Linked DNA regions of Ovis aries: region 2 is linked to region 1. The links are chromatin contacts, called in public Hi-C maps. All regions are on one chromosome and are shown on one strand. The core of a region is the stretch at or near the end of the contact, and the rest is flanking DNA. Distances in the headings are between cores, read along the strand shown. Region 1 overlaps LOC105602901 (a long non-coding RNA gene). Region 2 holds the start of EPHB3 (EPH receptor B3).

Region 1 (5,080 bases), core at 942-3,441:
TCAGGATGAGCCTCTGCTACATCTGACTTCCTACCAGGATGGAACCCAGACTCACCGCAGTGGTCACGTACTGAATGCTGCCCTGGGCTCACAGGGGAAGGCTTTCAAATGCCTGTGGGACTCTGTCACTTGTCTTTCTGCCTGTGGAGCTTTCCCAGGTGGGCAGCCTGAGCCAATCTCTGCTTGCCCTGTGCGTCCCTCAGTCCCCACCTCTCATTCTCAAACCATCCAGCTGGGAAGGTGAGCTGTGGTGACAGACCCGGTGGTCTGGGACACTGGCAGCTAGCAGAGCCTGGGGCTTCAGTCTCCTGGGCCTCTGCTCTCTGTGACCCCACCCTCACCCCCTCCCTTCACCTCCAGGCAGGACAGGCCAGACAGATGAAAATCTACCCAAGCACAAGCTGCTGTTGAAATAAAGGCAGAGATGTTTCTTTATAATTTTCCCCTTGAAATAAACCCAGACTTAAGAACAACAGAAACACGCAAAATGTGTTTTTAGTGGAACCCAGATGGAGGGCTGGAAGCCCAGCGGGCTGTCTCCATAGAGGGATCTTGTCTCAGGAATTCTATCCTTACCCCCCAACCCCCCTCAGGAGCACCCCCACCCCCCAGCCCTCAGCCTGGGGCTCTCTAGCCCAGGGCTGGCTCCCTCAGGCCAGCTCCTTGGGGCTGTTTCCAGGTGGGCAGAATGCTACACCCCCACATCACCCTTTGGACAAAAGGCTGAGTCTGGCATCTAGAAAAATCTGTGGTTTCAGAGATTTGGGGGAGGGGAGCAGGGACCAGGACCAACTCAATCCAAACACCTGGATCTGCCGAAATACAACAAAGAAAGTGAATTAAGACATCTGAAAAAAATACTCTGAGGAATTCCGCTCACCCACATGGCCCACTGCTTCTCATTAACCGGCTCCAGTGCTCCATATTAACATATGCAAATCCAGCCCTGGGCTGGAAGACTTAGGATACAAAGGAAAGTCCTGACAACCCCCTTCCAACCCCCCACCCCACCCCAACGGTCGAAGAGTTCCCTGTGGGACGAAGAAATCTCACCAGTTCCATTTGGGTTTTGCTAAAGCAACAGTCTTGAGAGTTGCAGCCACAGGATGGTCACTCCTTGAGGAGAAAGAGATGAGAAGAGTTACAAGGGAAAACTACGAAAATAGATCTTATGGAAGCTGACTTTTCGATGAAGTAGGACTGGTTGTTTTTCAACAAATATTCCTGGATGCCTACCATGTACCATGGGCTGAATGGGCTCTGGGGACACTGACATAAACCCACACAGGAGGACCAGCCTCAGACTGTTCAGCGGAGAAGGAGAAGGAGAAGGAAATCAGAGAGTATAATTATACAGCTGATGGGAGAGAGTGAGTTTGGTAATGGATGAGTTGCCTCTGCAACCTCTGGGTAAAGATAGTTGGATATGGGGGCGGGGGGCGGGCGTTGGTGTCTCTGATACTCAAAAGTGAAGTCTGGGCAAGAAATACAGACTTCGGAGCTATCAGCATAAATTTTGAAGATGAGTTTCCTTGCAGAGAGACGTGGAAGATTGAGCCATTTGTAGGAACGGGCCGATTTGGGCTTCCCAAACCATTCATGGTTTTCTTTTTTAAAAAATTTTTGACAGTCTGTCGGTTTTTTTTTTGTTTGTTTTTTTGGCTGTGCTGGGCCTTCACAGTGGTGTGCGGGGGCTTCTCTGGTTGTGGAGCACAGTCTGTAAAGCAGGCGGGATCAGTAGTTGCCAGCAGCGCATGGGCTTTGTTGATCCATGGCATGCGGGATCTTAGTTCCCCAACCAGGGATCAGACCCCCATAACCTGCGATTAGAAGGAGGATTCTTAACCACTGGACCACCAGGGAGGCCCCATAGTTTTCTATTTCACTCCTCTTTGGGTCATTCCTGACTACACTCATCCTCCAGCAACTTTCTCTCTTATTTCTCCCTTTTCTCCTGTTTCATCTTTCTGTAGGTGATTAGAATTGAATAGCAGCAGCGAGGGTCATGGGGATGGGGACTGTGAACCCTGACTGCTCCAGCTCCTAGCTCCCTGCCCAGTGCACAGTGGGCCCTCATGAGGGAGGCCCTCAGAGTTTGTTGCCTAAATAAAGGCAGAAGGAGGAGCCAGGCTACAGTTCCACTTCTGGCTGCTTCAGGCCTGTGCTGGGCCTCACTCTTGCACCGAGAAAGGGGAGGGAGTGGGGAGAATGAACGGCAGGGGGCCCTGCCAAGGCCTGAGGCTGCGGCAAGGCCCAAGTCCTGTCTGTGCTTCGCCTCCCATTTCCAGCCGTGACACTTGGATGGAGGGAAGCCCTGTACCCTCCCAGGGGACCCTCAGACCTGATCCCTGCTCCATATGCATCGAGGAGTGGGCCAAGAGTGGCAGGAAGTGCCCAGGCAGAGACAGAGCATTAAAATTCCATGGGCAATTCCTTGGGAGGGAGTTTACAGTTCCTAACTGACCGTAAAGCGTTTTTCCTGACAGGTCTTGGAATACATCACTCTGGGCTCTCCCGGAGCAGCTGACACATCGCAGGAACGCTTCTCCAAAAGTCAGGGTCTGCTGATTTCAGCGGGGACAGAAAGGCAAGCCGGGAGCAGCTGAAATGGCCCCTGTCTCCTCCAACTTCAGAGACTTGGGGCAGGCGGCCGGCTTAGCGGCAGAGGTCCATCCACTGGGCTGCCAAGTGCAGCGCCCACGATCCCTAGACCAGAAGGTGGTTTGTGAACTGCCTGCCTCTGGGTGAAATTTTATTCACCTGGTGGGGAAACTCGTTTTCTCTCCACGGAATGCTCTGAGTGGCACGTCGCATATGTGTTTTATTAATAAAAATGAGAAAATGGAATCATTATTACTGCATAATTGCAGTTCGTTTGCTAGGCCTAATCTTTCAAAAGCCCAGGTGCCGAGGGTGGGGCAGGGGGAGAAAATAAAAGGGGACCTTGATCTGAACCCCCCAGGGAACCACCTGTGTAGGAGGCTCTCCAGGAAAGACTGAACGGGTCTCTTAGAAGTCCCAGAGCAAGCGGGTGTGGGCAGCAAAACGCAACCCTCTCTGAGCTACCAGACTGCAACACAGCCCTGGCGCCAGCTCCAGGAGTCGGGTGACCTTAACCAAGCCCCTTCCCTCCTGGAGTTCCGTTGTTGTTGTTTTTTCCCAGGAAATTAGAGCTCATATTCCTGCCCTGCTTGGCTCACAGGTTGTCCTGAGAATTAAATGACAAATGACCTCCATCATGGATTCCTTCCCTCATTCATTCAGTGAACAATCATCTGCCCAGGTATGTTTTGGGCTAGACACAGTGCTGGGCTATGAGATGTAAAAGGGAATAAAATGAAACCCTGCCTTCAAGGAGTCCACAGCATAGTGGGGACCACACAGAAAAAAAGATGAGATGGAGGAACCCCAGATGCACACCCAGAGGAAGGGCGTGCCCCTCGCCTGGCATAGAGAGAGCTTCAGGATAGTGATGCTTACTTGTAAAAAGGTGAGTAGGAAAACTGGAAATGTATCACACCATTTTCAAAATGGACATGCTCACGGTGTGTGTGACCTTGAAGGCAGACCTTGATGCTTCAGTCTGAATATAATGATTGATGTGTATTTTATAGCCACAATTGCCCAATGGGGCTGTTAAAAAAAAAAAAAAGAGAGGATGGGGTCAAGGGGACTTTTTGCCAGGCTGCTTTGCCCCCATGTGGAGGACAGCACCCCAACTGTGTCCTTGAGTCATTTACACCACCCTCACACTGTGGCAGAGAACTCCTGCTCCTCAGACCAATCCTCCACATGCCTGGGAGGCCCCAGGTGGGCCATTAAAATATGATCTCTTAGGCTTGTCAGAAAGGAGATTAAGATGGCAGATTGACCAGTTTTAATATGGCGGCCCCCACATGGACACAGGCAGGGAGCTGGGCCTAGTGTATATAAATTGCTTTAGCCCTTAAGACAAGAACAGAGCTAAGAACAGCACTTTGATACAAGACACCCATACTTAAGGAGCATACCTATCTTTATGCTGTTGACATTTTCTGTAATTTTCTTTTTGGCCTCCTTGGGGGCTTCCCTGGTGGTAAAGACTCTGCCTGCAGTGTGGGAGACCTGGGTTTGATCCCTGGGCTGGGAAGATCCCCAGGAGAATGGAAAGGCTACCCACTCCATTACTCTGACCTGAAGAATTCCATGGACTGTATAGTCAGTCCATGGGGTCACAAAGAGTCAGACACGACTGAGGGACTTTCACTTCACTTGACTTGGCCTCCTTTAATGGTCTAGATTAAGATTATTTAGTTTAATAGTTTAAGATTATTTTTTTGAGATATAATGGACATATATTAGCTTTATATGTATAATAAAACGATTTAATATTTGTATATATTGTGAAATGATCACCATGATGAATCTAGTTAATATCCATTATCTCAGAGTTACAATTTTTTTTTTCCTGTGATGAAAACTTTTAAGGTCTACTCTTATCAGCTTTTGAATATACAATATAGTATTAACTATACTGTACATTACATCCCATGTACGTTACATCCCACGCTGTACATTACATCCCATGATTTATGTATTTTATAACTGAAAGTTTGTACCTTTCAATCCCCTTCATCCAGTTCAGTTTTTTCTTGATTTGATCTTTGTTTGTTTTTCAAGTCTACATATGTGCGAGATCACACAGTATTTATCTTTCTTTGTCTGACTTCACTTACCATAATGCCCTCACTTTTTTTTTGGTGGCTCAATAGTATTCCACTGTATACATGTATACCACGTCTTCTTTATCTACTCACCTACCAGTGGACACTTGGGTTGTTTCCATGGCTTGGCTACTATAAATAATGCTGCTATGAACATGACAGTGCATACATCTTTTTGAATTAATGTTTTAATTTCCTTTGGATAAATACCCAGAAGTGGAATTGCTGGATCATATGTTAGTTCTATTTCTTAATTTTTGGAGAAACCTCCATACCATTTTCAAAGTAAGGTTATTTTTTAAGATGCCAACCTGTTTCAACTTGAAAAGAGTCACCTTATGCTCTTTGGAACCAGAACGGTAGTGATAGCATAAATC
Region 2 (4,600 bases), core at 554-3,053, 190 kb after region 1:
GACGATGGGGATTCAGAAGAATGTTTTTTTCCTCCTGGAGAAAATGAAAAAGCACCAGAAGATGCCTTTCTCTCGTAACTCTGTTCTTTTTTCCTTCCAACCTTCAAGTTTACCGACTGTGAACATGAGAACAAACCAAGTCACACAGAATTCATGTTTTTGTTCTTAAACTAAGAAAGTGACTAGATCGGTTAAAGATACCAAATAGAAGTACTGCCTGTCATCTCAGTTTCCCCCAGTCTGTGGTGTCCTTTCCTCCACATTCAGGAAGGTTTTTATTGCCTCATTTAATGGCTCCAAAAATTTTAGAAAACCGTGTGTGTATGTATGTGTATCTGTCTGTCTGTCTATTGTTTGCCCGGTGTCAGTGCCTCTGTCCCCACAGGCTTGTGTCAAGTGGATTATGTGAGCTCTCCCACGGGGGCCAAAACCACTTAGGCTGTTCATCCAGGCACAGTCCTGTGGAAGTTGGAGCAACCCCCCCCCTTCCCAGCAGCCCTCTCTGCAGGTTTCACACAACCCACGGAGAAGCCTGGCCTTTTCCACTGGATAATGGGTAAGGCATCAGCTCTAGCTCTACCTGAGACAAACCCCACAACCTCTGGAGTTCGGTGGAGACCCCAGCACTGGGGGTGGGGGTCCTGCAAGAAGGCAGAGGGGGAGCGCCGGAGCAGTATGCAACGGCGGTGCACACAGCACCTTGTGGGTAGTTGGCGCTCGGTAAACCGTCAACAATAACAGGCTCCCGCCTCACCATCCCAGCAGCCATCCCCTGACAAAGCGGCGTGCACGCACTCACTCTCCCGGTTAACTCCAAGAGGTTCCTCGCCGACTCGGCCCCTCAACCCGGGGAGCCCAGCAGCAGCCTCAGAGCCCCGGCCTTGCCTGGTGGGGGTCGCGCACACTTCCCTGCAACCAGGAGGTGCGGAGGACGCCGCTCCTCTATTCTGAGTGCCTGGCACTCCTACAGAAGCTCACCGCCGGGCCATGACTTTTCAGGGACGCTCACCCAGGTCGAGCTGCCTGCGATCCCACAACTGGCAGACAGCCGGCAGCTGGAACCTACGAGGCGGCGCCCAAGGCGTCCCCGCCACCCCAGCTCCAGCCTCTGGAGAGGGTGCGGGTGACCGAGCCTCCTCCGAAGTGCGCCTGGACCGCATCGGACCGACACCGCAGACTCACCCCCGGCTCCCGCTCGGGCGACCCGGACACCTTAACCCTTGGACGCACTCCCCCGACGCCGCTCACCTTCCAGCGCCCGGCAGCCGGCGGGCAGCAGCAGGGGCAGCAGCAGCAACGGAGAGAGCAGCGGCAGGAGCCCCGGCGGCAGCGGCGGCGGCGGGCGGGCTCGGGCCATGGCCGGGACTGGCTCCGGGAGCCGAGCCGGGCCGCGCCGGGCCGCGCCGGCGGGGCTGCGGGCACCCGCAGGAGGATCCGCTCGGCAGGCGCGAGAAGGCTCGCGCACGGTCCCAGGAGATCCAGGCAAGGAGGGTGCAATCCAGGCAGTCGGCTCCGGGACCCAGGCGGCGCCCTGAGCCGGGCGATCCTGGGGTAAGCGGGCAGGTTGGTCCTGGGGGAATCTGGACGGACAGGTCCAGGAGGATCCGGGGCGCTTGGAAAGCTCGGAGCCAGAGAACTCGGGGAGGCGGGCCGGGGCGGGAGGGAGCGAGTGGTGGTAGTTCGGTGTGCACAGTAATCCAGCGGTCTCCTGCGGGCCCGACTGGGATCTGAGACTCCGGGTGCGCGCGCCGTCCGGGGTCCGAGCTGGGTTCTTGCTGCGCCGCTCACGTACTCACTTCTGCTGTCCCCAGCGCTGGCGCGGCCGCTCTGGATGAGAGGGGCGGGGCTGTCCGCCTGCCTGTCATCGCGGAGTCCCCGCCCCTAGCCACCCGCCGCCCACTCACAGACCGCCAGGCGCGCTGGTTCGGCCTCAACAGCACTCCGCCGGAGTTCAGTTGGCAGCGGTTCCGTCACGCCCACCCTCAGGTTCTCTGATTCCTGGGGTGGGCGGGGCCAAAGAAAAGATGAATTAGATTGGGCGGAGCGATACTGTCCATCAGAAGGAGAAGCCCGCCTCCTGTCCCCAGTGGTGATTAGTAACCGAACCTGAGTCCGAGGTGCCATTCACGTAAAACGAGCCGGGGGCGCCCCCGTGTGGTCTGTGCGTGCCTGAGGCCGCCCCCATGTGGCTGTCTTTACAGGCACGTCCGGACCCAACCTAATCGCGGCTTACGCACTACCAGGTGGGCGTCCTCTGCGACACATCCTGTGACCAGGATCTTCTCACTTGTTTATTCATTCGTGTATTTCATCATTCTTTGAGCCAAAGACTGACTAGAGTTTTCTGGCGATACAGCAATGGATAAGACAGAGGTTTGTGTTCTCTTGGAGCTAACACAGCGGTGGAGGCAGGCATGAAGTCATCACCGCAGAGTGTAACAGTTATGGAGGAAGGACGGAGTTGCTGGAGCCCATGCGAGAGGCATGGCTATGTCTGGCCCTGAGGAAATGACATTCAAGTCGAAATATGAAAGATGAATAGTAGGCGAAGAATATGTGTTTGGGGACCGGGGAGGGCAGTCTCAAGCAAAGCAAACACGCTTTGTGTGAAGTCCCAGGGGCACGAGAAACTGATATTCATTGGAGGAAATGGAAAGAAGTTCAGAGTATCTTAAATATAGAGTTGGAGGCTGAGGGGAGCCAAAAGGAAGTTTGGGAGTAGCTGTGGGGAGCAGAGGATTTTTTTTTTTTTTTTTTTTGGACTCAGAAGGCCTTCCTAAGAGGTACGGTCTGAAGCAGGGGCATTACTTTATCAGGTTAACATGGCTTCTCTGGGAAGAAGAATGAGAAGAGGCAAGGGTGGAATCAGGGAGGTCAGTGAGGAAGCTGTGCAGTGGGCAGGCAGAGGAAGGTGGTGGCTTGGACCAGAGTAGTGGCTGTGGGGATGGAGAGAAGTGGGTAGGTCTAAGATATTTTAGGACACAGAGCTCAGGGGAATTGTGATTGGGTGGTTGAGAAGCATGGGGTAGATAGAGACATTAAGAAGAATCCCCAGGTTTCTGAACTGGGCAAATAGACTCCTACCCCATTTGCTCAACAAATGTTTGCAAAGTGCAAAAACACTCTGAAAAAAAATCAGTCTAGTTTACTAAGATGTAGATGTTATTATAGCCCCATTTTACAAACGAAACTGACATCTAGAAAGGCTTAGTGATTTGCCCCAAGTCACAATGCTCATAAGTAGCAGGATGGGATTTGAATCAGAGTCTATAGCTCTTTTTTTTTTTTTTTTTTAAGGATTATATAGCTTTCAGATTCACTCATTCTACTTCATCAGACACCTTAGGATCACTTAGGTGCCTGCTAAAAACTCAGAATTCTAAGCCACCCATCCACCTTGGATGTTGGGACTCAGAATTTCTGGGGATATGGAGCCCAACAGTCTGCATTTCAAATAAGCATTCCAGGTGATTCTGATGCGCTCTAAAGTCCGAGAGTCACTATCACCATGCAGCCTCTCACTGTCCTAACTGGAGAAACATCCATCCCTCTGAACCTCCTCCAGATACCATGAGATTTCTCAGGACAGAGAGTAAGAGATCAGATTCTGAGCTGCCTCAGAAGCAAAATGGTCACACTTAATCCTTTGACCATGAAGTATCCTAGATCCAGTCCTAAACGTTCCGTTAGTGTAAACTGATCCATGGATCCAGTGCTCAGGGACATTGCTCTAGAGAGGTTAGTCCTACTGGCCAGAGGCATGTGAGGGTACATGGGGCTGGAGTGTGGGTGAGGGTGGGGGAGGATGCCATGAGATTCCCAGATTTCACCGCTTCAATCTGTTCTCAAGCCCCAGAGACTCCCAGAAACACCGTTCAAGGTTCTAGGTCACAGAAAGGATCTTGGAGATCACCTTATGCAACTCTCCCATTGCAGAGCTGGAAGCCTGAGGCCCAGAGACAGGAGGGCTGGCCCTAGAGCCCCCTCTGCCCTGGGGTGCTGGTTGCAGTAGGACAGGGTAACATTTCGGCAGGTGGCCTGGCAGCAACACCTCCCAGCTGAAGTCCTGCTCGTAAGGCGGATCTGTGAGGCCGGCAGTCCTGTTTGCTCAACATCTGTGCCAGGGTAGGCCTCGCCCTGGACAAACACAGCCTGCCTAGCGGCAGGCACCAGGCTCCTTTGTTCTCGGGCCCGATAGCAGAGGCTGCAGGGCCAGCAGGTAACGGAGGGCCCGTCCTCACCGGATGTTGGCACTATGGTTCCCACGGGAATGGCTCCTGATCAAGAGGCCGACAGGCTGGAGGGCACCTGAGTACTGGCTACAGCAACCTTGGGCAGGAAGTGACCACCTGGCAACAGAACAGACGTGAGCAGAGGGCAGGTGGAGGGACAGGAATAGAGAGCCAGGCCAGATAAGGAGGGCTTTCATCTCTGCAGGGCTAAGTGAGCAGACAGTCTTCGCCCTCTTATCTTTTCAGGCTGATGAAGTACCAAAGAACCCAGGAGCAGGCTCCTCCAGCTTTTAATTTGGAGTGAAGGGAGAACGTCCAGACTGAGGTCAAGATGGGCCTCTCTCTGGGCCCATCATTCTTTGCCGGTT

What was found. Hi-C and Micro-C count contacts between places; a contact is called where the count stands out from the background.
Region 2: a contact with region 1 is called in a Hi-C map of hypothalamus, with 8 times the contacts expected there. The contact joins the promoter of EPHB3 here to the enhancer-like site in region 1. A contact is called at or near these places in 15 of 16 Hi-C or Micro-C datasets (blood, hypothalamus, liver and 7 more).

The regions. Positions count from the first base shown.
Region 1 is chr1:203,229,405-203,234,484 of ARS-UI_Ramb_v3.0, forward strand. LOC105602901 (a long non-coding RNA gene) reads right to left here. Exons shown (of 7, transcript XR_009601666.1): 6 at 1,054-1,116; 7 at 627-812. Among named protein-coding and RNA genes, the nearest start is that of VPS8, 34 kb to the left of the region's middle. Within about 2 kb of position 2,192, at least 4 of the 54 cell types and tissues checked have an H3K27ac peak or open chromatin away from gene starts, as enhancers often do.
Region 2 is chr1:203,418,958-203,423,557 of ARS-UI_Ramb_v3.0, forward strand. EPHB3 (EPH receptor B3) reads right to left here and starts at 1,804. Exons shown (of 16, transcript XM_004003826.5): 1 at 1,249-1,804. The coding sequence starts at 1,357.